5 separate regions of the Mus musculus genome follow, and regions 1, 2, 4 and 5 are each linked to region 3. Evidence: chromatin contacts called from public Hi-C, promoter capture Hi-C and targeted proximity ligation data. All regions are on one chromosome and are shown on one strand. The core of a region is the stretch at or near the end of the contact, and the rest is flanking DNA. Distances in the headings are between cores, read along the strand shown. Region 1 holds the start of Atg2a (autophagy related 2A). Region 2 holds the start of Batf2 (basic leucine zipper transcription factor, ATF-like 2). Region 3 holds the start of Yif1a (Yip1 interacting factor homolog A (S. cerevisiae)). Region 4 holds the start of Sac3d1 (SAC3 domain containing 1). Region 5 holds the start of Ppp1r14b (protein phosphatase 1, regulatory inhibitor subunit 14B).

What was found. Promoter capture Hi-C pulls out the DNA fragments that hold promoters and counts their contacts. Hi-C and Micro-C count contacts between places; a contact is called where the count stands out from the background.
Region 1: a Hi-C map of B cells shows a contact between it and region 3, with 9 read pairs. A contact is called at or near these places in 4 of 39 promoter capture datasets (liver, neutrophils and pre-B cells), 4 of 484 Hi-C or Micro-C datasets (B cells, CD4 T cells, double positive thymocytes and 1 more), 2 of 130 datasets of targeted methods (microglia and pancreatic cancer cells) and 1 of 9 other capture datasets (adipose tissue).
Region 2: a contact with region 3 is called in a promoter capture Hi-C map of liver, with 6 times the contacts expected there. A contact is called at or near these places in 2 of 39 promoter capture datasets (both in liver).
Region 4: a contact with region 3 is called in a targeted proximity ligation map of pancreatic cancer cells. A contact is called at or near these places in 1 of 39 promoter capture datasets (liver), 1 of 130 datasets of targeted methods (pancreatic cancer cells) and 2 of 9 other capture datasets (adipose tissue and liver).
Region 5: a targeted proximity ligation map of pancreatic cancer cells shows a contact between it and region 3. A contact is called at or near these places in 3 of 39 promoter capture datasets (cranial neural crest, hippocampal neurons and liver), 1 of 484 Hi-C or Micro-C datasets (B cells), 2 of 130 datasets of targeted methods (astrocytes and pancreatic cancer cells) and 1 of 9 other capture datasets (adipose tissue).

Annotation. Positions count from the first base shown.
Region 1 is chr19:6,239,344-6,244,751 of GRCm38.p6, reverse strand. Atg2a (autophagy related 2A) reads right to left here and starts at 3,084. Exons shown (of 40, transcript NM_194348.3): 1 at 2,786-3,084; 2 at 163-325; 3 at 1-65. The coding sequence starts at 2,956.
Region 2 is chr19:6,160,951-6,166,199 of GRCm38.p6, reverse strand. Batf2 (basic leucine zipper transcription factor, ATF-like 2) reads right to left here and starts at 1,761. Exons shown (of 3, transcript NM_028967.2): 1 at 1,647-1,761. The coding sequence starts at 1,685.
Region 3 is chr19:5,086,551-5,092,006 of GRCm38.p6, reverse strand. It overlaps Yif1a (Yip1 interacting factor homolog A (S. cerevisiae)), which reads right to left and starts at 3,469. Exons shown (of 8, transcript NM_026553.4): 1 at 3,259-3,469; 2 at 2,377-2,588; 3 at 2,131-2,235; 4 at 1,925-2,003; 5 at 582-639; 6 at 311-466. The coding sequence starts at 3,289.
Region 4 is chr19:6,116,900-6,122,166 of GRCm38.p6, reverse strand. It overlaps Sac3d1 (SAC3 domain containing 1), which reads left to right and starts at 3,581. Exons shown (of 2, transcript NM_133678.3): 1 at 3,581-4,370. The coding sequence starts at 3,581. It overlaps Snx15 (sorting nexin 15), which reads left to right. Exons shown (of 8, transcript NM_026912.2): 4 at 12-127; 5 at 237-384; 6 at 645-788; 7 at 1,424-1,681; 8 at 2,213-2,768. The coding sequence ends at 2,304.
Region 5 is chr19:6,972,823-6,978,384 of GRCm38.p6, reverse strand. Ppp1r14b (protein phosphatase 1, regulatory inhibitor subunit 14B) reads right to left here and starts at 3,337. Exons shown (of 4, transcript NM_008889.2): 1 at 2,879-3,337; 2 at 1,758-1,841; 3 at 1,495-1,527; 4 at 1,061-1,403. The coding sequence starts at 3,136. The coding sequence ends at 1,335. Fkbp2 (FK506 binding protein 2) reads left to right here. Exons shown (of 6, transcript NM_001166368.2): 5 at 339-374; 6 at 451-648. The coding sequence ends at 512. LOC114841036 (Uncharacterized protein LOC114841036) reads left to right here. Exons shown (of 6, transcript NM_001370419.1): 5 at 339-374; 6 at 451-800. It overlaps Gm52400 (a long non-coding RNA gene), which reads right to left. Exons shown (of 3, transcript XR_003952919.1): 3 at 5,158-5,562. It also overlaps a transcript of Plcb3 not described here.

The DNA.
Region 1 (5,408 bases), core at 1,835-4,334, 1.2 Mb before region 3:
TTGAGCCAGCTGCAAGCTTGTGGTCATGCATGAGGCCCAACTCTGAGAGTCCGCAGCCCCTGGTCCTGTGGAAAAGAACAAGGGAGTCAGGATAAAAGGGCCCCGACTCTCCTGGGCCCATCCCCAGCAACTGCCTCCCCTGTGGTCTTACCCTGCTCTCACCTGAACCCTGGCGGGGCTGCAGGGTAAGCTGAAGGCCTGACACACACACAGTGCAGTGGTCAGTGAGAAGTGCAGCCCAGGGGACAGCCACCTCGATGGAGCTCACAAAGCCTTCCACCAGTTCCAGTGGTGACTCCATTGACCTCAAAAACTCGTTCACAGACTGGGTAAGAGGCAAGGGAAATAAAAATCAGCTCACCAAGACTCTGAATATGGCTACCTGCCACAGTCTCACACAGCCACTGTCTTGGAGAGCACTCTTGGCATGGTCATCCTTCTTTCTGCTACTTACAAGGCCTTCCCTTAGGCCCTGACCTGTTTCTGTCTCACTAGACAGTGCTCAGCCCTTTGGGCCAGCTAAGAAGTTTCCTTCTTATGTTTGCTTCAAAACTCTATTTACTGCGGGGTGTGGTAGCCTGCATGCCTTTAGCCCCAGTGCTCAGGAAGCATAGGCAGGTGGACTGTCTGGAGATCTAGGCCAGCCTGGTATACAGTTGGTTAAGTGCTTGCCCAACATGCAGTAAGCCCTGGGTTCCATCTCCAGCAGAGTACAACTGGATGTGGTGAGGCTCACCGTGGTCCTGACACTAGGGAAGCAAAGGCCAGAAGATCAGGAGGTCAAAGCTGTATATGCTGAGCTAGAGGCCAACCTGGGCTACATGGTATACGAGATTCTGAGCACCTTCTATGTGGCAACCAGAGGCTGCAGGGATAGATAATGAGTGCCTTCGTCTCCCAGCCTGGCTAGGTTGTAGCCAGGGTCTCAGAATGCCAGGCTCTGACTCGGAGTCACTGAGCACTAGGCAAGGGTGAGCAGAACCTGCATATAACCCAGCAGCACCCCAAAGGTGAGCCAGAGTGAGGAGGAAGCAGCCAGGTGGAGGAAGTAGGATGCTGGCCCACCCCAGGCATGAGAAGAAGCAGAGAGACCTAGTCAAGAGCAGCAAGTAACACATCTTCATCCTAGACAGGCAGAGTTCAAGGTTAGGTCCAGGAGAGGGATTGATCCAAGGCCAAATGACCCCAGTCCTAGACCCACAGTAGAGCTATACAATCAAGACATAGGAAGGGGATGCTGTGCTGGGTTTGTATCCCTGTCGGCCTGGGAACGCCTGAGGCCATGAGTCACTAGTCTTCTCCCTAAGAACCCAGGTGCTCTGGGTAGTACTCGGTAAACACCCGCTGAGCCCACGGATAAACAAACAAGGCCAGAGCCAGAGGCAAGCAGAGGTTGAGTCAACCTTCCTCTTCTATTGATGGGGACACTGAGGCCTAGGCATTTGTCTTAGTCACTCCAGGTACCAGGAAAGCTGAGGCTGGGAAGGGCTCAACTTGGTCCTTGGACCATGTAGTTGCTTGGAATGCCTTCAAGGTAGGGTTGTAGGGTGAAGAGCAGAGAGGGGTGGGCTTAAGTGAGGTGCCTGGGCTGTCTGGGAGAGGCTAGAAAACAGCCAGGGCCCTGGACAGCCCCCCCTCCCAAAAAAAAAAGAAACAAGAGAGTGGACTGAGAAGGCATTCTGGCTGAAAGCAAAAAAAAAAAAAAAGGGAACACCCAGATGTTGGATATTTTTCTGAGCGGTTTAAGAGGCGAAGGTCAGACACCTCTTATACCAGGCCATTAGAAGATGCCACCATCTCTTCAACCCATATTTGTTCCCAAAGGCATGGCTCACCTCTAGCTCTTTCTAAGTGAAGCTGCAGACCCATAGGCCAGCTAGAAAAGAGAAAGAGGCCAGCCCTGCCACATGCCCATTCTACTGCTCTTGGAGCTAGGATGACCCCATACCAGCCCTTAGCTGGAGCCTCTAATTGGTGGCTCCTTGGCTACTCCCAGCCATCAGCTGTGAGTCAATGCCCCTCACCTGCCACCCCCAGCCTCCTGCTCAACTCCATACCCTAGGCCTCAGACCTCCTGAGCATCAGGCCCAGCTTCTCCTCCCATCCCCCACCCCAGCTAGCCTGAAGCTAAACCTCTACACCTCTCCTGGAGGGCTGCCCTCCAGGTAGAGATGCCAGAGACCAAGTCCTTCCCTAAACCCAAGCTAGGCCCCTCCCACTCTCCCAAAAGCAGGAAGTAGAGAGCAGCAACAGTCACACGAGGTGTGGATCAACACAGAAGGCAGTGACGCTGTTGTTGACATCCACATCCGGGGGCGATCTCCACCCCTTATGCCCAGGATCATGGGGTGAGGAGGTCAGGACACATCTTTCTACAGGTGCCCCTGGCAGGGCTCTTAACACCCCCAAAGCCTCCCTGACTACCCTAGTTCCAGCTCTTGTTACTGCCTGGCTCCCCACAACATCTCTCTGCTCCCCTAGCTCCCGGGAATCCCCTTCCCCAAGCAGCTCTCCCAAACTCCGTATGATGATGGTGACATTTTTTTTTTTAAAGTAACACCTCACTTCCTAGTCTGTCTCTCCTAGAGAGGTGAAGACAGAGACTTCTCTCCTAGCTTCTGGTTAAGTGGTGACGGGCCAGCCAGGGGGCCTGGCGGAGGCGGTCGAGACCCACTGGCCTCTCCAAACACGGTGCCTGTCCTCCAGCCCAAACCTTCCGCGAGGACCCTTCGCTGGCCCGTGCTCCCTCTCTCCACACCATCCCACCTCTGCCCTGCCTCCTCACCCAGGTTTCCAGGTGAATATCCCGCAGGGCAACGCTGCCCTTGTACAGATCCAGGCTGAGCTGGTCCAGGCTGAGGTGCTCCTGAAAGAAGTGACCCAAGTAGTGCTGTAGCAAGTAGCGGCAGACACGCTCTTTCACACAGTTCGACCATGGCCACAGCCATCGTGACATCTCGGGGACCGCCGGGCCCGAGCCGCTTCCGCTGGCCGACAGCCGGCGATCTCGGTCCGGCTGTGCTGTTCACTAGAGCCCCCGGTTCGCCCCGCCGCTTCTCTCAGCGCCAGGCCGCGCCCCCGGACGCCCAACCACGCCCCCACGCTCGCTGCCATTGGTCATTGCGAAGGGCGAGGCCCACTGATTGGCCGCGGGAGGCGGAGCCTTGAAGAGCGAAAAAGGGACTGGGCTCTTTGCGAGATGAAATGCTCCCAATCGTAGTTTACGCTTGCGCGTAAATTCTGAGTGGGAGGACCTTTAACCTCCTTGCTTCAAGCTGCGGAAAGGCTGCAACCGTAGGGCGACAGTCCGGGCCAGGAAGAGTGCGCATGTGCCGATTTGTCCAACTTTTTTTTTTTTTTTTTAGGTGATTGGGAAGAATTTAAAGGAACAGTGACTCACCCAATTTGTAGACAAGCTTATCAGAGGAGTAAAGTCAGTGCGAATTTTGCAGTCTATCTTTTGGCAACAAATGCACATTTGCACTTTTATAAAACTTTTTTTTTTTTTTTTTTGGAGACAAGCTTTTCTGTATTTGGCGGTTCTGAAACTCACACTGTAGTCCAGGCTGGCCTTGAACTCATAGGATCCTCCTGCCTCTGCCTCTCTATGATGGAATTTAAGGCGTGCATACATCATCACGCCCAGCCCTATGAAACTTGCTTTAGTCCTTTATCTTTTTTCATTTGCTTATTTGTTATTTTATCTATTTACATTTCTGTTTGTATGTTTTTCGAGACAGGGTTTCTCTGTGTATCCCTGGCTGTCCTAGAACTCACTCTGTAGACCAGGCTGGCCTCTAAAGCCTGCCTCTGCCTCCCAAGTGCTGGCGTTAAAGGCGTGCACCACCACTGCCAGGCATCTATTTACATTTCAAATGTTATTCCTCCCAGTTTGCCTCCACAAAACCCCTCTCCCCACTCCTCCTAGCCGCTTATCTTATCCATTATTGTTAACAACTCCCTAAAAAGGCACTATTTGTTTCCACTTTTTTTTTTCTTTCTTCTTCCTTGTTCTTTCCTTTTTTTGTTTTTTGTTTTTTCCGAGACAAAGTTTCTCTGTGTAGCCTGGCTGTCCTGGAACGCTCTGTAGACCAGGCTATCCTTGAAATCAGAGATGCATCTGCCTGTGCTTCTAAAATCTGGGATTGAAGGCACACACACACACACACCCATTTCTCTCTTTTTAAAAATTCTGTCAGGTCCCCAAGAAATTCCTTTTCCCAAATTCAGACATTTAGACAAAAGTGAGGATTCCCTCAGGGACATACACCAAGCCAGTCTTTGAATTCCAGGCTAGCCTAGTCTACAGAGGGAGTTCCAGAACAGCCAAGGTTACACAGAGAAACCCGGTCCTGCAGGGTGGGGTGGGGTGGAGTGGGGGATGATAGTTCCTACTTGCTAAGAGGAGCCATTCTGCTTATCTCTGGCAAAAGGGACTATGACTCACATCAATGAGAGTCTTTGGTGCCTAATGTATATCTATCAAGGTCCATGCTAACCTCTTGGGCTACCTGAGTCCCTACTCATAAGTACATGGTACAGAGTCATCCTGGCTGGCAGACCCTGTCCCCTAACCTCTCCAGCCCTGGAGGTTCATTTCTTTGCCCTCTTTGCTTTCTCTGCACCCCTGCTCCCCTCTCTCCCTGCTCTGGACTCTTCCAGATGCCTCTGGCTGTTCTCTTCCTTGCATCCACAAGGAACCCATGCCTTCTCCTCAGCTGTACTTTCGAGTGGCCATGTCCTCATTTTCATTTGGTTTGCTAGTGTTCCCAATTTAAGAGGTAGAAAATAGGATTATGAAGGTTGTTTAGCCCATCACCAGGAAGGTCTTTTTTCCCTCCTCTTCCCCTCCCATTTAAGGAATGCACAGCAGATTAAGGTCCCTCCCTTCTGTGGTTTGTTGGGGTCCTCTCTGAAATAATGGCTTTTCATATGTCTAATCCTAAAATCAATAATTCAACTTTCCATAAACTGGGATCTCCTCTTTCCTACAGCCTGGCAGCTAAAAATGGCCCCCCACCCCCCTTTATGGTTTTTCAGGACAGGATTTCTCTGTGTGTGTCACAGCCCTGACTGGACACTTTCTGGATCCCACTTTGTAGTCCAGGCTGGCCTCAACTCACGTGCCTCTGCCTCCCACCCAAGACACTGCCACACCCAGCTCAGAGAGACCCTTTCTTTCTTTTTCCCTTTCTTTCTCTCTTTCTTTTATAAGAGGATTGTTTATTTTATGTATATAAGCACACTGTAGCTGTCTTCAGACACACCAGAAGAGGGAATCTGATCACTTTACAGTAGCCACCATGTGGTTGCTGGGAACTGAACTCAGGACTCTGGAAGAGCAGTCAGTGTACCTAACCACTGAGCCATCTCTCCAGCCCTGAAAGACCCTTTTTTAAAAACAAATG
Region 2 (5,249 bases), core at 512-3,011, 1.1 Mb before region 3:
CACACATTCTCAAAAGTCAGCATTGGCTTCTTCTGAGTGCAATAATCTCAATGGTAGAACAGAGGCACATGGTATTTTCCCAACTGTCCACAGACAGTGAAGGAAAGAAGGTGAGAGTAGACACCCCAGAGTGAGCTGCCATTCCTATGATCTTCCAGCCCACAACCCCACAAAGGCAGCAGGGTCAGGGTCTGATATGATCCCATGTGCCTGTCCTCAACTCAGTCTAAAGGGGCTGGCACTCACTTACTGAAACAACATTTAATTTCCTCTGTGTGTGTGTGTGTGTGTGTGTGTGTGTGTGTGTGTGTGTGTACACTGTAGGAGGACAGCCTTAAGTATCATTCATGTTCAGAAGCCATCTGCCTTCTTTTAATTTAAGTTGTGTGTATATGTGGTGACCTGTGTATGCATGTGAGTGTCTGTACCCTTGGAAACCAGAAGCAGGTGTTAAGTCCCCTGGAGCTGGAGTTACAGGTGATTTGGTTGTGAGCTGCCCCGTGAAGGTGTTGGGAACCAATCTCGGGTCCTCTCCAAGAGCAGTGAGCATTCCTAACTGGCCCCCACCTAGTTTGTTTGTTTGTTTGTTGTTTGTTTGTGAGATATAGTCTCTCACTGGTCTGGGACTCACCAGTAAGACTGGGCTGCCTGGTCAGCAAGCGCCCCTCTCCCAGGGCTGGGCTTACAGGTGCTTGCCACCTAACCAGGTGCTTTATGGATGCTAGGGACCAAGCTCAGGTCTTTAGGCTTCCGAGACAAGTACTTCACTGACTATGCTATCTCCCCATCCCTTCAACAAACATTTATTAAACATCTACTATGCACCAGGCACAAAACTAGAAGGGCACAGAAGTGGGAAAAAGAAGAAGAAAAAGGAGGAGTAGGAAGAGGAGACAAAACAAACAAATAAAATTAGGCAAAATGGCAAGATGTAATGGAAGGATTAGTTCAGGCCAGACTTGGCTACATAGTGAGTTTGAAGCCAGCCTGGGATACACGAGATCTTTCCTCAAAGCAGGAATGTCACCTACCTGGCACAGAAGAGATCTACAAGACTCCATGCTCACTCACAGGGCAGTGGGGCGGCTGCCTAGAACTGATGGAGATTCCATTGGGCAGAGAGGACTGCTCCTGAGAGCTCTGAGCCCTCCAACCCCGGGGACCACAAAACTTAAATGGAACTTGAAGTCAAATGCCTAGAGCGGGACCCTGTCTCTGTCACTCCACCTCAGGCAAGACTCCAGCCACTCTGGCTGAGGACTCTGCATGTCCCTTGGATTGTGGCTATATCCTCCTCAGGGCAAACTTCAGACCAGAATAGAGGCTGGAGAAAGACAGAGTCAGCGAGGAAAGAAGGCAGCTGTGATTTGGGAGACTAGAGAGAGAAGGGAAGGATCTGGGAAACGCTGCAAGGTGAGAGCAAATGGATTGCGAGGAAGCAGTACGCACGCATGCAGGGTCCAAGTTCAAAGCTGGAGACTGGTCTGCAGTGTGAGCGCCAGGAAGTCATTCCAGTGCCCAGGAGGAACTAAACCGTGAGATGGGAGTGTGCAGCCCAGTTCCCAGGTCACACAGATCATGGTGACCTTACTGCAGCCTTCCTTGTCTCTCTCCATAGCGTTTCTTTCCTAGTCCCCTGTACTCACTGTCTCAGTCAGCAGCTCGCTACTCCCACAGAGTTGCATGGCTTAGGCAAGGGGAAAAGAGGTTCAGTCTGGTCCTGGATGTCCCCTCAGCAGCTGTCCCCTCCCAGTGACCTATGGAGGCCCAAGGAAGTGGTGGCTCTTTAAATCCCCAGTGGCCACTCCGCCCCTAGCACACCCAGTTTCAGTTTCTCCTAAAACCATGGGCTGCCCAGAATCCCTGGCTCTTGCTCGCTCACGCTCACTCACGTGGGTGGAACTTCCTAACAAGAGCAGCCTTCCGGTTAGGCCCCTTCTCTAGAAGAAGGATGGTGGAGGGTAGATGGGAGCAGTTAACAAGACCGTATCCTGGAGAGGGCTGGCAGGATGCCAGGGACAGAACCTAGAGGAAAAGCGGGGTTGGGGTGGGGTGCGTGAAGGAGCCCCCATAGTCTCTGAGAAAGTCCAGGTTCACAGTCCACACTGGAGCTGTGCAGCTTTGAGAAGGTGATTCACCTTCTCTGAACTTTGGTTTCCTTATCTATGAAGGGTATGGGTAGGGTGGAGCAAATTTCCAGGCCTGCGGCTGGGTGTGCCTGGTGTGGTACTTGCACTGGAGAAGCAGAGGCAGGAGAATCATTCATGAGTTTGAAGCCAACCTGGGCTACATAGTAAGAACTAAAAATTCTCAAAATATAAAAGTTCCCAGGCATAACAAAAGAACTGTGACAACACGACCACTCCAAACTCTCTGAGACCGATGTTGGACTCATGCAAAAAATCAACAATCAGAGCTGGCGTGATAGTGCTCGTGACTGCACGAACCTCCAAATCTCAGGACTCAGAGGCAGAGCCCAGCAGGTATCTGAGTTAAAGGCCAGCCTGGTCTACAGAGTAAGTTACAGGACAACCAGGGCTAAATGATGAGACCCTGTCCCACTGATGATGAAGAATTTAAACTTTTTAAATTTAATTTATGCATACCAGTGTTTTGCTTGCATGTATGTCTCTGCCCTACATATATGCCCCGTGTCCTCAGAGGCCAAAAGAGGGCACTGGAGCCCCTGGAACTAGAGTTTCAGATATTTATAAGCAAAAATGTAGGCGCTAGAAACTGAACCTGGATCTTCTGGAAGAATAGCCAGTGCTCTTAATCGCTGAGTCATCTCTCAAGCCCACAAAATAAAACTTTTAAAGGAATCTTTATGTCCAAGTTTATATTTAAAAAACAAAAAGTGCTAAATCTGGGCACAGTGGCAGATGCCTATAATCCTTGGGAAATGGAGGCAAGAGGACCAGAAGGACAAGGCAGTTTATGGCTACACAGAATTGGGGTCTAGCCTGGGTTAGAAGAGACGGTGTCTCTTAATAAATAAGTAAAGTAAATAAAAATAAAAAGACTGCAATTGATTAGTAGTGTCTGCCATGTCGTGATGTCTGTAATGACCAGAGTTATGCAACACAGGAATCTTTTGCCATCTCTAGAACTGGTCCTGAAGCCAGCTTGAGCCTTAAGAGATGAGCCCTGGTGCTCTGCCCACCAAATTTATCATCCATACCTTCTGTGTGTGATCCCTTTGCTGTGGATGATAAAGTCATTCCTAGTCCACAGAGCTGTTTGAAGGGGAGGAACAGGATGAAGAGAGCCCTTCCCTATTAGAAAGCACTGCCCAGCCTGGTGCATCTTCTCTTTGAGACTTGCAGTGGATCTGGATTCTAGGATCGCTGACATATTCATAATTGAAACTGTTGGGTCGATGAGATTGGACGTGCCAGCAGGACCCTATCACCTTGCTTCTGAGAGCCCTGGGGGCAGGGGCTGAAATGGGTTGACCTAGGCTACCCATTTCTTGGAATTATTTTTGTCTCCCAGACATCGGGTAGGGTAGGGCGCTGGCTGGATGCAGCACCTGAGGGGCTCATTAAGCCTGTCTGTGAACTCCACAGGGGAACAATCTGGAGGAAGCTTGGGTATGACGTCACCCCAAAAAACACCTATTGAGAAGACTAGGGCCCAGTGTCCCTGCTTCAGCCTGCAGTTCTAACTAGACTCCTTGACTTCCTAGACCAGGGGCTTCCAGGAGAACTGGACAGTCTACAGGGGCGCCTCCTCCTGGGAGACCACATCTCCAGAGGAAGAGGAAAGGGGGGTGTTTATGGCTTGATCTTCAGAAGGGAGAGGGAGTGGCGGGCGGGGATGGGTACAGGGTAATGTTTAACCTTAAATGGCCCTGCAAGCTTCCCTGAGAGGTGGATGGACTTCCAGACCAGTGAGACTACACGCCCTGACCCCTCGCTCAGCCAGGGACCTCATCACCTCACACCAACACAATAGCCTGGATGGCTTACACAGTGCTTATTCCCCATAGCTCTAGAGGCAGAAAAGCCCCAAAGCAAGACAACAGCAGGTTGAGCTCTTGTTAAGGGTTGCCAGGGTCTCATTGTGTAGCCCAGGCTAGCCTTAAACTTTCAGAGATGCTTTGGACTTAGCCTCCAGAGCACTGAGATTCCAGGTGTGTAGCACCAAGTTCTATCGTTTGGCAGAGCTTTGTGTTCTTGTTATCTAGGTCAGGGTCTCACTAGGTAGCCCTGGCTGGCTTAGGACTCTATGTGCATCAGGCTGGCCTTAACGTAATGCCTCTGCCTAGTGAGTTACCATGTTTGGTGGTGGCAGCTGCTGCTGCTGCTACTACTGTTTGTCATTGTCACTGTCCTCCTCCTCCTCCTCTTCTTCCTCTTCCTCCTTTTCTTTTTGAGGGAGGGTCTTACTATGTAGCCCAGGCTGGCCTCCTGAAGTTGGTACAACTACAGCCATGTGACACTATCTAACTGAAGGTTTGGTGTTTGAAACATGAATTTGGAGAAAACACTGACATTAAATACATTCCTAAAGGGTGGGGTCATAAAACCCAGAGAGTTAAGGTCTCCCACCCCAGGGAGGCAGAGCTGGAAGGAGAACACAATCGCTCTTTCGTCCAAGCTCCCAGTCTTCTCTGTCAAGCTCTTGGGGGCCTGTGACCCCTGCAGGGTGGTGGGTGGAAGTTGGGGGTTTCCCAGTACCTGAGGTCCAAAGCAAGTATCTGCCTTGCTCTCAGAAGTGACCCAATGTCTCAAACACTGCCTTCAGCTAACAGATGCTCCGTCAGCACATGAACAAATTAAAGGTGGGAAGCTTCAATGTGGAGACATCAGACATCCAGGCTCCCCAGCATTTCCCTGGAAGACTCGCTGCCACGGGACCTGCACACCTAGAGGCCCCTTCTAGCCTGTAAGAAAACGGAGCCACAGGAAGGAGATGTGTTGGTGCTTGGTCCCAACGTCCTCCTACACCTGCTGGCAATAGATGTTCAGGCCTCCAGCTGTGTGGGGACAAGGATCTCTTGGTCTAAATCTTCTCATGATGGGCACCCCTTGTTTTAGGGCTGGCCTCCTTGGCCCTTGAAATGCATGGAAGATAAGGAGCTGAGGTTGGTCTGACTTCTCATATCGAGTAAAGGACCTGCTGAAAGCCGAGCCTTAGTCTGTAACTCAAAGGTGTGTGGGACGCTTCCTGTCCGGGAGGTCAGGGAAGCCTTCCCGAGTGACAGCTCTTTGGGAGGACCTTTGAGAACAAGCAGGCTCTGTGTC
Region 3 (5,456 bases), core at 2,220-4,719:
CACAACACTGGGCTGTTCCCTACAAAGAACCAGACTCCAAATAGACCTGCAAGGTTCAGGACTCAGTCCCAGGGCCTAAACTCCCCTTCCCTTCTCTGGGCTCCCCAAGGTAACTAACAAATCCCCAGTCTCTTTAAAGTCACTGGCTCCAAGGGGAGACTGTCAGAAACAGCCACCAACTCACAGCGTAGAGCTGGCGGTTGAGACGGAGTAGAACTGTCTCTAGCATCACAGTGAAGGCTGTTGCTACATAGGCCCAAAACCTGTAGCCTGAGACCCTTCAGGCTCCTCTCAGCCTGCAGGCACTCACCCCACATATTTGTAACCGCTGTAAGCCAAGAGGTGGAAGGTACTCAGTTCACTGCGTACGGTGGCCAGGTAGAGGCCCAGAAGCAGAGCCAACACCTCCATGAACACCCACACCAGTGCTGTGCTTGCACACAGGCCCAACACCTCTGGGGAGAACCTGCAGCCATGGGAGAAGGTAGGTCAGGGTAGGCCCAAGGTGGGTGAGCTAGGACCTGGCACAGATTCCCTACAGAGGAAGGGACATAAGCCAGGAGGGAGAAGAGAATACTAACCTTTGCTGAATGCCTAGCGCCATTCCAGCCAGCAGCACGTATGTGATGAAGGCCATGGCTGCCAAGAGAAGAGAAGAGAGGAAGTAGTTCCTCTGGCTTCCTCACCCAGAGCCCCTCATTAGGCATTCAAGTCCACTAGTGCTCCAGCCTCTCCCATCCTTCCCTCCCTGCATATCCCAACTTCACTCTCCAATGTCCTGTCCCCGGTGCGCCTCTCGACTGCCCCTTCCAGCTGACTACTACTGGGCCTCCCAGGACCATAGCCATCACCTTCCCTCCCATTAGGAAACTCATCAGCTCCCTGCAATATCTCCAGAATTAACACCACGGTCAAGACCTCTGCTCATCCTAGACAGGTACCAGCCTGATTTCTGGCAAGACTAGAACCAAAAAGAAAGCTTCATGGACAACATAGGCTGTCCTAGGGTCCAGGATTCTGGGAATAGGGTCCCTCTCCACCAACAATTATGAGTTTGACCACTGGCCATGCAGAAACCCCTGGTTAACTATGAGCTGTTTTCACAGGAGCTCAAAGATGTAGGGAGCCAGGCAGGCTTCAGCAGCAATTTCAACTCCCCAGACACCAGGTTGATGGAGCCACCAGAAGGCACAGGACTGCTACCTGTAAGCGATGGGGCAGTTAAGGCCTTATAGCCTTGACTTCAGCATATGACAAAGGATGGCAATACCAGCTTTGTAACAGATCATGAGAGGAACAGAGGATGGAACAACCTTAGCGGCTGCCCTTCCTGACAGCTCCTCCAGACAGCTCTGCCCTAGTATATCTGCTTTCCTTGTGTGTGCCCTGAGCCTGAACCTTCTTAGCCAACAGGACAGAGTGAAGTGCAGAGGCAAGTAGGTAGCCTGACAAGCGCCATGGGGACGCAGGCAGCTGTGAGGATCCAAAGTCTGAAGCCCTACAGCTGGGAACTGCTGGGCCGAGTGAAACCCTGAGCTCCAGGCTGGAGAGAGACAGGGTCCACTTTAAAAGTCAGGAAAGTGCCGGGCGTGGTGGCGCACGCCTTTAACCCCAGCACTCGGGAGGCAGAGGCAGGCAGATTTCTGAGTTCGAGGCCAGCCTGGTCTACAGAGTGAGTTCCAGGATTCCAGGACAGCCAGGGCTACACAGAGAAACCCTGTCTCGAAAAACCAAAAAAAAAAAAAAAAAAAAATCAAGGTCATTCAGGAAGTTTCCTACTGGTCATCCTGTCAACTTAGTGTCTAGTAACAGTCCCACGTGGAAAGCTCCAGGAATGAACGCTGGGTCATTAACAGAATCGTCTTCCTAACTATGCTCAAGGCACAAGTCCCCTTTGTGGCCAAGCCCCACATCAGAGACTCACTGGGGATATAGAGGTCAGGGGCATTGAGATCTTTCCGCGGGGGCAGAGGCACATCATGGCTGTATTGCATTTTCCAGTTCTGGCCGTGGCGAGGTGGTCGGGTAAACAGGAGCAGAGAGAAAGAGAGAGAGGGTTGAGATCTGATGATCAGTCAGGTTATCCGCGAGTGGGGAGAGGCTGGCCAGCTCTCCTGGTGGGAAGCTCACCTGATGTGTGTATGGGAAGACCAATAGCCCTAGCTTCTTAGCGACATAGGCTGTGTCCACAGCAAAAAAATACTTGAGTTTGTTCACGGACACAAAACGGTGCAGCTGGAAGTAAAGAGAAGAGGCTATGGATGAGCCCTACCGTGATCCTTCCTAAAGGATGCCTGGGGAGTAAGATGGGATCCTGTGACACCCCAACCCTGGCCAGAAGCCCTGCCTCCCTCCTCCCGGGAGCCCAGGGCACACCTCTTTGTGCACTATGTCCTTCCCTTGGGATGCTATGGAGGTGCCATAGGCCATTGCCATATTGGCCACTGGGTCTCCAAGCAGGTTGTTGACACTGAAGGCTACATCAGCTCCTGGGGCTGGGTATCCGCCCAGTTGGCTGGAATAACCACCACTTGTATCATCGAAGAGTGGAGGAGGGTCTGGAGCTGCCCGGGTCCTATGCTTGGAACCTGCAGGTGTGAGAGGACCAAAGTAGATTACAGAATTACAGAGCAAGAACCCAGACCACTGCCCTTTCCCCAGGCTGGGAAGCTGTGCATAGGTCCTAAGGCACCGAACAATTGAGGAAAAGGCAGGATGAGTTTTAAAGTCGATCTCCTATCCTTCGGGGGGTCAGGGTGGGGGATCATTTACTGCATGCAGTGGGAAAGGTGTGCCTAAACATGGCTACCCATTTGGGGTTTCTAGGAAGTCTCTCAAGGGAAATGATCTCTGAGTACTAGCGAGTGAAAAGACGTTTGCTTGGGCACAATCACCGCAAAGACATTCCTTGACTTAACACAGGTAGAAAAGGCAATATTGGCTATTCGGAGTCCCTGGACAGTGGTCAGGAATGCTGCCCGAGTTGTAAGAGGGAAAGGAAGTTCTGGAGGCAAATTCGGTACAAGCAGGATTAGACTTGAGGATCCCAGTAGTGCTGTCGCAGCCTGATCTCAGGACTGGCTAGTAAGGGCGAAGTCCAGGACACGCTGCAGTGTGGCAGGGCAGGAACCCGAGAGACACTCTCCCCGCCCTGGGCAGCGGTCACTGCAGACCCTCTCCAACAGAACCAGTGGGTCTCTCAGCGTATTTGGCTCCCCGCTGCCAGGCCGCGCCCCGCCCTCCCCACTCCTCACGCACCGTGGACTCCATATGCCGAATGGTAAGCCATGGCCGTGACGTTCGCTCTACCCAAGGGTCGTGGGTACTTCGCTGAGTCGTGGGTACGAACACTACTGAAACAGCTACTTCTCTTGCCTGGTCCTGACCGAAGTTACCCGACGGCCCGACACGTCCCAGGGCTGTCCGATCGCGGCCGCCATGTCCTTGGCGTCACACTTCGCTGTCTACCATTGGCTCGTCGGAAGAGCTGGTTCTCCCCCTTTACACTTTCAATTGGCTACTGGTGAGCTCTCTTCCAATCGGGTTTTGTCATATTCAACTTCCGACAGATAGGGGGCGGAGCTACTCAAGATGTTCTCGGATTGACTAGTAGGCTGGCTAATTTGCGGCGCTACCAGCCAATAGGTGAGAAGGAGTTGTAACTTAGTTCCGCGTCTGCGCCAAGAGGCGCTTGACGCTCCTTGCCACGACTACGCCAATAGGAAGATTAAAGTCCTGACCGACCCAACTAGTCAGGGCACAAAGCTGGCTCCGCCGCAATGCAGTCCAAGAGGAATGCGGCGGTCGGTCAAGCTCTGACTGATCCCTGCCCCTACTCTGTGCTCTTTCCTCCAATTCACTCCATCCTGTTTTGGAGCTCCGGCCTGCTAGAAATTGTTGTTGTTGCCCGCACCGGGAGAGTGACAGCGCGGCCCTGAGCCCTGGAACGCTGACTCCTCCTCCGCCCTCCCACTCCTTTCAGAACTGGTGCTGTCCGTCGGCTGGTGCTGAAAATGCCCTGTAGAGTCCGCCGCTGGGCTCATCCCCGAGGGCCTCTGCTGGGAGGGTTTGGAATCGCGCTCAATACGTTATGCACACACGCACTCACACGCACACACGCGCTCACGCATGGGGCAGGAGACAGAAACTGAGACCACCCAGAAGATACGAAGTCCTGGTGGTATACATGGGACAGGAATCTGTACTGGGCCTTGTTCCATCGCTTTCTCCAGTGGTCCGGGAGATTTGGGAGGCAGAGGTGTAGTGACCTGTCTCCTGAAGGTCTCCTGAGTCATCACCAGTCCTGTGATCTCCAAGTGAGGCCCGTAAGCTTCACTCCTAGTCTCCTAGGCTCTTTTCTTCCCACCCAGGCTGTAACCACTCCCATCGTCGCTGGAGACAATCCCTCCAAGGGTCCCTCTCTCACAGACTGTCAGGTACTATTCTCTAGATAGCATGACACACCCTCGGATACTTACAGCTGACTAACTACTCAGCGTTTAGTTGCATAAGGTCAGACTTTTCTGATCCCCAAACTCAGCCCATGCTGTCCAACAGCTGCTTTTGCTCCTCCGCCTGGGATGCGGGAGATATGCCTTTCCCTTTTTATCCATTTGTCCAAATCCTTTAAGAGTCATGTTAGCTTGCTTGTGAGATGGCTCAGCAGACTGCCAAGCCTGAGAACCTAAATTCAATTCCCAGACGGTGGAAGAAGAGAGCCAACTCCGAAAAATCTTCCTCCGATTTGTACACTCGAGCTATGTTAAAGTGCACCTCTTTGCACCATCCCGCCCAGAGAGAGATACACAGAACAAATACATTTAACATGTAATTAATTTTGGGGGGGGGGGGAGATCGGGACTGGAGAGATGGCTCAGTGGTTAAGAGCATTGGCTGACTGCTCTCCGAAGGTCCCAGCAACCACACAATGGCTCACAACTATCTATACAGCTATTGTGTATTGTATATATAAAATAAATAAATAAATCTTGCCAGTTGTGGATGCGTACGCCGGTAGGATTTGGTGAAGGAGGCAGAGGCAGGAGGATCACGAGTTCAAGGCCAGCCTACAAAATCACGAGTTCGAGGTCTACAAAATAGTTCCAGGACAACCAGGGCTATACAGAGAAACCCTGTCTCAGAAAAAAAAAAAAAAAAAAACAACCAACCAAACAAACAAACAATCAAAAAAACCCAGAGGTCCTGACTTCAATTCCCAGAAACCACATGGTGGCTCACAACCATCTGTAATGGGATCTGATGCCCTCTTCTGGCATGCAGGTGTACGTGCAGATAGAGCACTCATACATAAAATAAATACACCTTTAAAAAATAAAAATAAAAGGGGGGATCACTTTAGCCCTTACAGAGGGACAAAGGGAACGGAGGCTTGACCATGGCCCAGAGTGATGGCTAGAGTCTGGGTTCTAAACCCCTCTTTAATCAGATTTTCCCTG
Region 4 (5,267 bases), core at 2,332-4,831, 1.0 Mb before region 3:
GGGGTCTGCAGGGCGGTTTGAAGCCTCTGTGATCGAGGAGCGGCGCAAGGGCGCGGAGGACCTGCTGCGCTTCACGGTGCCCATCCCTGCACTCAACAACAGCCCCCAACTCAAGGAGTTTTTCCGGGTGAGTCTGTCTGCTCGCCACCCCCGCCCCCAGTCAGCTCCCTTGTACTGCTTCCCGCCCTGCCAGCCACATTCCTGACCCCTCCCCTGCTGAACTTTGTCTCCTGCAGGGCGGGGAGGTGACACGGCCCTCTGAGGTGTCCAGGGACCTGCGAATCCTGCCACCCCCTCTCATCCCCACACCACCTCCGGATGAGGCCCGGCTACTTCAGCCGCTGCCTGCGGAAAGGAGGGGCCAGGAGGAGTTGGAGGTGCCAGGTATCTCAGGGTCAGGGAAGGAGTGAGTCCTCCTCCCACAGGGGAAAACATAGGGGTGGGCAGTCCCACCGTCCTCCTGGGGAGGACCTCTGAACAGGTCATCTTCCCTTCTGAGCTCAGTTTGCTCACCTATCAGATAGGATCTGGCAACCTATTGGTGGCCCTGTCAATACCCATGGCTGCTGCAAGGGCTAATCAAGACTGTTTTGAAATCGGAGCAACAGTAGGTACAGACATCTGTCCCTCTGGTCTCTCCTCAGTGGATCCCCTCCCGTCCAGCCCTGCCCAGGAGGCCTTGGACCTTCTCTTCAGCTGTGACAGTACGGAGGAAGCTTCCAGCTCCCTGGCTCGAGGTCCCCTCTCTGAGGCTGAACTTGCCCTTTTCGACCCTTACTCCAAAGAGGGTAAGGAGCAGGTGTGGGGTAGCGGAACTAAGGGGTGTGAAGGGAGACCCTCTGTGGCTGTGAGCAGCTCTGGGAGGAGCCCAGGAGGATGGAGCTGGAGGATGGAGGGAGTCCTCCTCTCCGGGCAAACTCTGGGTAGCATATCACCATAGGGTCCTATTGCTCACAGACTTGCTGTGTCTGGCCTTGGTGGCACGCACCCTGCATCCTAGCACTTGAGAGGCAGAAGCAGAAAGACCAGAAGTTCAAGGTCATGGGCCAGCAAGATGGCTCAGAAGGTGAAAGCCCTACCTTATGAACCTGGCAACCTGGTTCCATCCCAGATTCCACTGTAAATGATTAAAACAAACAAACCAACCCAGAACCTGTCCTCCAGCCATGGCATGCTCACACCTGCACTCACGCCTGCACTCATACCTGCACTCACGCATGCACTCACGCATGCACTCTCCCATGCAGCAGTAATAATCCACTAAGCCGTTACAAAACCTCCTGAGCCAAACCAAGGAAACAGATCCCAGCTGCTTCCTTCTACTCAAGTGAATTCAGTGGGACAGTTTGGTGTCCTGGGGTGGGCAACAGGCCCTGAGAAAGAGAGGGCCAGTCTGCCCTCACTCCTCCCTGTTTTATTACAGAAAGTACAGGCCCCAGCCCTACCCACACAGGTGAGCTGGCAGCCATTGAGGTAGAGTCCAAAAGGCTGGACCAGGAACCCTGGGAGCCAGGAGGACAGGAGGAGGAAGAAGCTGAGGATGGAGAGCCTGCCCCAGCTTACCTTGGCCAGGCCACAGAGCTCATCACTCAAGCCCTGCGGAATGAAAAGGCTGGCGCCTACGCTGCTGCTCTCCAAGGCTACCAAGATGGGGTGCACATTCTTCTGCAGGGTGTCTCAGGTGGGTAGGGCAGTAGGGAGGAGGGAAAGTAGAAAGCAAAGGACCAGGGGAGGTGGTGCAGTCGGTAAAGTGAGTGCCGTGCAAGCAGAAGACCTGAACTAAATGCCCAGAGCCACACATAACAGTGTGCACCAGCAGAGACGGTTCCAGCAAACGTACCCATGACAAGATGGGAAGCAGGGACAGGAGAATCCCCAAAAACTCGAGGGCAGCTGAACCTGGCATAGGCTGCAGAGAACAGAGAGATCTTATCTCCGACAGACGACAGACACGGTGATAGGGGAAGACCTACACCCAAGGTTGCCCGCTGACCCTCCCGTGCTCACTCACACACATACAATACATTCTAAAGAAAGAAAGAGGGACCGTGAACATCTGTTTCTCACAGGTCAACTGGAGACACTGGGCAGAATTTTCCCTTATTTTTTTTAATAGCCTCATAAAATGAGGCAAAGACAGGAGGACCCAGGGAGGGAAAGGACACATTATGACCTGGGTTCTGAATGTAGGTGGGCCATCTGCTTCCTCCAGGTGACCCATCCCCTGCCCGCCGGGAAGGTGTGAAGAAGAAGGCAGCCGAGTACCTGAAGCGGGCAGAGATGCTTCACACACACTTGCCCTAAGGGGTGGACCCTTCCTGGGATGTCAGCTCCAGCACTGCCAGCCACCCCCACTGCTCTCTTTGGGACCTGGCCGTGCTTCCTGCTCGTATGACTACCAGGGGCCATATCTGTATTAACTGGATCAAGTATAAGAAAAGCAAAGACTTCTCAGCTCTGACCTGCCTGCCTCCTTGGAATTAGACTTGAACTTCTGATCCTGCCTATCTGTTCTATGTGAGTGGCATCTGGGCCCCTAACCTGTCAGTTCACCCATCTAGACCAGAGTCTGTAGCCAGACCTGGCCCACTGCCTTTTTTGTAAGGCCCTTGAGAGCCTTCCTTCCTTTCTCTTTCTTTCCTTTCCTTTCCTTTTCTCTTCTTCTCTTTCTTTCTTTTTTTTTATGGTTGGAAGAAAAAAGATTCTTTGACTAGTGAAAATCTCATAAAATTTAAATACGTGTGAGTAAAACACATGCCTGAACACAACCAGGTCCATTTGCTTATTATTGTCTGTGGTTGAGTTTACATTGTACCAACAGAGTTGAATAAGCGGTGTCTGGCACATCATACCCATTATGTTTATAAGAAGATAAAGAGAGGAGGAATATGTTCCATTGAGGTGCTTCAGCTGGCCCTTGCCAAGGCATCCTATCCCCCTGAGGGACCAGCCAAGCGATGGTAATAGTAGAATTTATTCAGGACATGGGAAGGGGAGTTAAGAGGGTACTAGAGGCAGAGAAAGGCAGAGAGAGGAGGGGGGGAGAGAGAAGTAGAGGAGTAGAGAATTAGAAGCTGGCCATGAGCACAGGGAGGGGGAGGGGCAAGGGACTAGAGCAGGAGCAAGAAGGCAAGAGAGAGGAGGGGGCAAGCAGCCCCTTTTATAATGGGTCAGGCCTACCTGACTGTTGCCAGGTAGCTGTTGGGTGGAGCCTACCTGGTTGTTGTCAGCTAACTGTGAAGTGAAGCTTAGACAGAATGCTAATAATAACTATGAATGAGTGGCCGCGCCTTTAATCCGGGAATTGGAAGGCAAAGAGACAGGCGGATCTCTACTGAGTCAGCCTGGTCTATATAGTGACTTCCAGACCATGCAAAGGTACACAGTTAAAACAAAACGCATAGGGAAACAATGAAGAATGACAGGCACGCAGCACTAGCTGAGTGTGTTAAAGAAATAATAGACACGTACGTAAAGCAGGACTTGCTACTTCGAGAGCCCTAAGAACAAAAAGCTAAACCAACAAATCCCAGCCCTGGGGAGGTGTGGCCTGCGTCGCGGGACTACAAACCGATGCATCATGGGACGATTTAAGGGGGAAAACCGAAGCCAGGCGCGATGGATTATGGGAGGCGTTTCTAAAGGCCGCGGGAGCGGCAAATCGAGAAAGCCGCGGCAGGCTGCGTTTGGCCAGACTGGGGCTCGAGTCTGTCCCTCGAGCCCACGGCAGGATGCAGTGCCGCGCTTCCGCTGGCCCGGCGATGCTGAGTGTGCGTCCTCTACCCACACCCCTACCATGTCCGGCTGCAAACTACCCATGGGCCTGTGCCCAGACATGTGCCCGGCCGCCGAGCGCGCCCGACGCGAGCGCGAGCGCCGCCTGCACCGACTGGAGGTGGAGCCAGGCGGCCGTGGGAACGCTCCCCGAGCCGACCCCAAGCGCACAGTGAAGGAGTACAGCCGGCCGGCAGCGGGCAAACCCCGGCCCCCGCCAAGCCTGCTGCGGCCGCCGCCAGTGCTCTTAGCCACCGTGCGTTATCTGGCCGGTGAGGTGGCTGGCCGCGGCGACGTGTCGTGCGCGGAGGTGGCGAGCTTTGTGGCCGACCGCCTGCGCGCAGTGCGGCTAGATCTGTCGCTGCAGGGCGTGGACGACGCGGACGCAGCGACAGTGCTGGAGGCTGCGCTGGCCACGCTGCTGGCCGTGGTGGCGCGGGTGCGGCCAGAAGAGACGCGCGGAGCCGCGGACCCGGTGCTGCTTCAGACTCAGGTGCAGGAAGGCTTCGGTTCGCTGCGGCGCTGCTACGCGCGGGGCAAAGGCCCCTACCCCCGCCAGGCTGCTTTTCAGGGCCTCTTTCTGCTCTACAACTTGGGTGAGTCGATCCCAGAGAACTAAGTGCGGGGACCCGAGGAGCCTGGGGTGGGGAAGACGCAATTGTAGCAGCAACGGCGAACTATAGCTTGGGAGTACTGTAACTTCCATCCCCCAGCAATAGCTTCTTCTTGGGAAAGTCAGTTGGTAAAAGTCCCGACGTGGGACCTCAGGTCTGACATTCTCAAATTGGCTGTTTTCTACATAGTAGAGGTGGAAGGAGGTAGGATAGTACTGAGAGAGTTGACCTAGAAAGCGCTTTCCAAACTTATAAGAACTGCTCCGTGGGCTGGCCCATAAACATATCTAACAGGAGGTGCTAAAAGATTCCCTTCTATGGGTGATTTAATTATAGGAAAGTCCAGTGGGCGTGGTAACAGGCGCCTTGTATGGGAACACTTTGGAGGCAGAGGCAGGCAGATTCTTTGATGATTTTATATGTGGAGACAATATATTTGTATCATACATGCACACAGTGACTCTTTGTTTTTTCTTTTTTTTCTTTTTTCCAGACAGGGTTTCTCTGTGTAGCCCTGGCAGTCCTGGAACTCACTTTGTAGACTAGGCTTGCCTCGAACCCAGAACCCAGAAATCGGCCTGCCTCTACCTCCCAAGTGCTGGTATAAAAGGCGTGCACCACCACTACCCGGCTACACACAGTGACTCTTAAATTCACTAATTTAAGAAAAGTGGCCCAAGATTCCAGTACCAAGATTTCCTGGAAAGGAAACTAGGGCCAAGTCATCCTCCAACAGTGACCCTTGCAGATAGAGGGGAAAGTGTAGGGAAGCCAGTGCCCTCAGGCTGCAGTGGGAACCCTGAGTCAGAAGCCTTAAGTTTGGGTCTAGCATAATAGCCTGTGCTCCAGGCAAGCCTTTATGTTATGTTGGCCTGTGTC
Region 5 (5,562 bases), core at 2,088-4,587, 1.9 Mb before region 3:
AGGCCCTTGGGGTTGGGAGGTAATGGGGAGAGGGCTTAGATGTGCCTAAGGATGAATTAAAGTTTCACTGGTCCCCACTCCATTTAGTCATGGCAGCATATACGCCACTTTCAAGTCTGGCTTGTGTTCAGCAGCCAGGATTGAGGAAAGCTCGCGCTAGCTGAGCTGGTGACAACTGCAGAGCAGTAGAGAGTGACAATTGTAGATCGCTCAGTGCCAGACTTTTGGTGTTCTCACCCTCTCCTGTCACCCCTGCAAACCCCCCCCCCCCCATCCTTTATGTGGGCTAGAAGGGAGCCTGGCCACAACTTAACTCTTTGTCTTTGTGCTTTTGACAGGGTATGGAGAGCGGGGAGCCCCCCCAAAGATCCCAGGTAATACCCTTACCACCCTCAGCCCGTCACTCTCCCAGCGTCCCAGGTCCCAGTCTGATGGCACTTCTCTCTCCAGGTGGAGCAACCCTGGTGTTTGAGGTGGAGCTGCTCAAGATTGAGAGACGCTCAGAACTGTAGCAGGCTGCAGAGGGCTAGGAGGCCCCCCCGTCAGGGACCAGAACTGTAGCAGGCTGCAGAGGGCTAGGAGGCCCCCATCAGGGACCAGACTGTTTAAAAACAAAAACAAACAAAAAAACCTTTAAAACCCCCAAGAGTGAGTCTGTATTTCTTTGTGGATCCTAAGGAACTTAGATTAGTACCTTAGCATCAGTGTTAGGGCAGGGCACTGGTGTAACGTGAATGGGTTGGTCCCCAAGTTGAACCCCCAGCATGGGGGAAGGGAAAATAAAACCAGCTTCAATCTCATATCATATCTTCCCTGATAATTGCAGAGCGTTGAGGTTTAGCCTCAACAGCCTAGAGACCTTACCCAGTGCGGATAAAAACTCTGAAGACTGTAGGTAGCAACACTGCTCCCCAGCTGCTTGGAATAGCAATCTGGGAGTCAGCCTGAGTTATCACCATGGCTACATGGGCTCCAAGAAGGCCCAGGATCACCTGGGGAGTAGACGAGCTGGTGACAATTGTAGAGCAGTGTGTCCCCCGTAAAAGACCAGCCAAGCCTGTTAGCTGCTCCAAAGGCTGTATCCTAGCTTTATTTTTAAAGGGCCTGCGCCGCAGAGTCAATATAAAAACACAAAAAGTCCCGTCAGTTTAATAACAATAAAAAACCCCAAAAGTGGAAAACTGAGGGCAAGGGAAATGACCCCTAGGCAGGGGCACGGGGATCCCTGCTCATGGCACCAGGCCTGGCTGCAGGGTCCCCCGGTATTGCTGTTGCTACGAGGTTGGGGGGCAGCGATTGTCCTGTGGGAGCCACGGCCGTCTGAGTCAGGACCCTCATTTCTTCTGGGGTGTGCTCAGCTTCTGCATGCCCCGGATCTTGTCCAGCAGGCCAGAGATGAAGGCCTAGATAGGAGGGGGCTGTTAGAGAGGCCAGGATCCCGATGATAAGCTGCACACATACACACCCACCCTAAGGGCAAGGAGAATAGCTTACCTCAGTGGGTTTGTAACAGTCAACTAACAGCTCCTGGCAAGGGAGAACACAGCACATAGTGACTTCTTGAGGACAGGGGCTCTCAGTTCACCTATACCCTCCCCAGGGACTGAGGCCACTTAGGAACATAGCTAAGTTAAGTTCCGTGAGCCTTATTTTTCCAGAGGCAGATGACCCAAACCAAAGAAGGTATGGCCCTAGGGCCAAGCCTCCCCAAGGGGCCGTGTCTCCAGACAACCCTCCACTAGGTGACCTCAGCTTACCTTGACCCTAGCAGCCCGGGTATCATCACTCTCCATGTCTAAAAGTTCATCCACATCTATCTCGAGCTCCGGGATCTCCTCCTCCTGGGGTAGAGGCGGGGAGAAGCACAGACAAGTGTCTCAGCCAGGAGAGGGTGTGGAGAGGGCTCCCTGCCTCACTCAAAACCAGCCCAGCCCTCCTTGCCCAGCAAAGACAGCTGCTCTGGGAAGGAAAACAGATCAGGTCTGTGCCAAGGCAAATTGCCCAATGAGGGGGAACTTCCTGTCCCTGCCAGTGGGCACCAGGGGCGCCAGACAGACAGGGCTGGGGACCTTGGGCTTTGAACCTAGCAGATGTGCCTTCTCAGCATCCGGGACCTCCGGCTCACCAGAGCACTGGTGGGCCAGCTGTCCTAGTTCATCACAGCCCTCCCCTCCCCCAAACACCTGTCACAGCTTCCTGGGGGGGGGGGGAGGAAGTGAGGGTGAGGGGTCAGTGTGAAAGACCCATGCTTGATAAAGGGGAAACAAAGAGCCCATGCTTTGAGGAGAAAGGGGTACACCCCCCTCCCCAAGGGTACAGCTATCACACTTGGAGCCAGCTGCATTCCAGGGCTGGGCTAGGGTAGGCATTAGAGGGCAGGCCCACTCCTCCACCCTACCCCTGGGGGCCTGAGTCACCATCTGAACAAGCAAGGAACATGGGGTGGAGAACCAGAGCTGGGAGAGCTGGTTAACCTGTCTCTGTAGACAGAATGGCAGGCTAGCCCACAACAACTCCTCAGATCCTTTGTAACACTTGAGACAGTTAAACTAGTACCTTTCAACTAGTGTCGATGCTAGCCCAGACTAGACTAGACCTTTCACTGTTAGCCCAAGCTAGACCCCTGCCTCCAGCAGGCTATCTAGTTCTTCTAGACTCGGCGAGGACACTATGCTTAACCTGAGGCAGTACCACGAAGGACGCAAGGTCCCGGGCAGCGGAGAAAGCTAGAGTGTCTTAGGTCAGGCAAGAAAGAGCGCACACTCACTGGGAGCGGCGAGTGCAAGACCGGTGGCTTGGCAGCAGAGCTCCCATTGACTCTGGAGACAGACCGACTTAGGGCCGATTTTAGGGTATCCGCGCGGGGTGGGGAGCACACCTGGCAGTCGTAGAGTCGCGTGAGCTGTTCTAAAATCCACTCCTCCAGGTTGAGGCGCTTCCGTAGCTCCTTGCGGTCGTACTTGACGGTGACCTTCCCTTGCCGTCTCACCGGGCCATCGTCATCAGCGCCCCCCGGGCCTTCGCCTGCGGCCCCAGGGGGACTCTGGAAGTAGACTCGGGGCCCTGTGCTGCCACTGCCCGGCCCGGGGGCCGGGGCAGCTAACGCCGCGCCCCCCGCGGGGCCGCTGTCCGCCATGGCGGCCGCCGGGGCCACGTGCGCGCTCGGGCCCCTCCCTGCGCCGCCGCCTCCCGGACGCCCGCCGGCTGGCTCCCGGCCGCTGGCTCCGGTTAGCTCGCGGGCTCCGTTCCGCGCAGCTCCGCGGCGAGGGCGGCGGCGGGGGCGCCCGGGGGCAGCTGCAGCATGCGGAGCCCCCGGGCTTGGCCTGGCCGCGCCCCGCCCCCTCCCCACCGATCCGCCCGCCCTTTGTCCCCCGCGGCCGCCGCCCGAGCCGCCGCCGCTGCCGCTTTCTCTGTCTTGCTCTCTTCCCCCGCCCCCCGACCACACCCCCTTAAAGGGCCAGCCCCGCTTCAGGCCCCCTCTCCCCAACCCCGCCTCCTGAAAGGGGATAGGGGAGGATCTACTTTGCCGGGTTTGGGGACTGTCTGTCCGGTTTCCTATAACTTAACCTCTGGCCTCAAACCTAGACTTCTAGGTGTCGGATGCCTGGATCTTCACGCCACTAGGACCATAGTCCTCTTCTGACCCTGTTTCATTCTGTCACTAAGGTAGAAACAGACAGTCTAGGCATGAGACGGTGTGGGCGCAGATGCGGTGAGGAACGTGCGGGACCCTTGGTCATCAAGGGGCGAGAGAACTTCCGCGCATGGGTCGACACGTGGACAGGGCTTCCGGGGATCGGAGGTGTAAAGGGGTCCAGGCACTGCCCAGGTGCCGGCCGGGATGCCCTACTTGGTCTGGTCTCACGCCCCTCAAGGAAGAGCTCGGGGTGGGGGCGTGTAGATTTGGCCGTTTGGCTTACAATAGCCAGGACTGGGACGACCACCGCCCACCGGCTGAGATGGCGGCGCGCGTGGTATTGTGGGCAATGTAGTCAGCGGCTCGTCGATGCTGCCCCTCCCAGCTGCAGAGCCCGCATTGAAGCGCAAACTTGTTTGGGGCGCGCCCCTCTGAGCTGGCAGGATTGTGCTGGGCGAGGCCCTGGGCGCCCCGCAGCTTGAGCGTGTGCAAAGGAGGAAACTCGGGTGCAAAGAGCTAGCATGTGGGGAAGCCAAAACTCACAATGATAAAGGTAATAATAGCAGTTGACCCCAAATGAGCGTTTATTGGGACCCCTGCCTGTTCTGCTGTAGGGACAGCAAGCTAGTTCACCCAGTAACTTCTCGATCCTTCACACTTTAGGAGGCCACCTTCCAGTCTTCCTTTATTCTGTCTGCATCTTTAAATTGTTTCATTCATTCCTTTGTCTTTCTGCTAGAAAGCGAAAATTTGGTGGGCCAGAGCTCTGAGGACTCTGCTGATACCTTAGCTTGGGTCAGCGTGCTCCTTGTCAAACCTACAGGCATTAGGACACTATTAGGTCCATACCGAATTCTAGCTCGAAAAACTCTCAGACTCAGGCAAAGGACTCTCCATCCTATTGGTTGAACAAACGACCGAAAAGAGGTGGTGGGTGGGGGGGGGGGGACCGATGGACTTCCTCTGAAGGCTGTGGGGAACATTAAACGGGAAAACTCGTGGACACTTCAGTTGTGAGAGCACATAGTTAAGTCACAGGGCTATATAAAGGGGGAGCTGGGATTTTGAGCCCGGGCTGTATGACAACCACCACCACCACCACCACCACCACACACACACACACACACACACACACACACACACACACACACACACTAAGGCAGAGTCTCTACCAGTCTCCTGCCACCCACTCCATCTCATACTACCCAAGGAGGTTGTGTAGCACTTTCTGGATGTCTCTATGGCTCTCAGTTTCAAATAGTCTCAAGATTACAGGGACAGCAAGTCCTAGCCCTGTATGGACATCTTCTGAGCAGGCAGATTTCAGAGTTTGGCTTAGGGTCCCACAGATGCTGCTACCTCCAAACTCAAACCCGGGACTTTAGGCTTTTTTTTTTTTTTTTTTTTTTTTTCGAGACAGGGTTTCTCTGTATCGTTCTGGCTGTCCTGGAACTCACTCTGTAGACCAGGCTGGCCTCGAACTCAAAAATCTGCCTGCCTCTGCCTCCCAAGTGCTGGGATTAAAGGCCTGCACCACTAGGCTTCTCTTTTATGCTACTTTTTGTTATTTTATGTGTTACAAATTTATGTTATGACCACTTTGTATATGTGTATGCAGTACGTGTACCACCCCAAGACTATGGAGGACAGAACAAGGTTTTGACTTTCCTAGAACTGGAATTACAGGTGTTTGTGAGCCACTATGTGGGTGTTGGGAATTGAACCTGGGTCCTCTGCAAGAGCAAGTGTTTTTAATTTCTGAAGCATCTCTTTAGCCCCCTCGATGCTATTTTTTTGGAGAGAAGCCACAGCGTTTAGGGATGTAGGTCAGGGGTAGAGCACTTGCCCAGCATGTGCAAGGGTATGGGTTTGATTCCCAGTACCGTAAAGATAAAGTAAAGGGAGATGAGTCTGGGGAAGTAGCC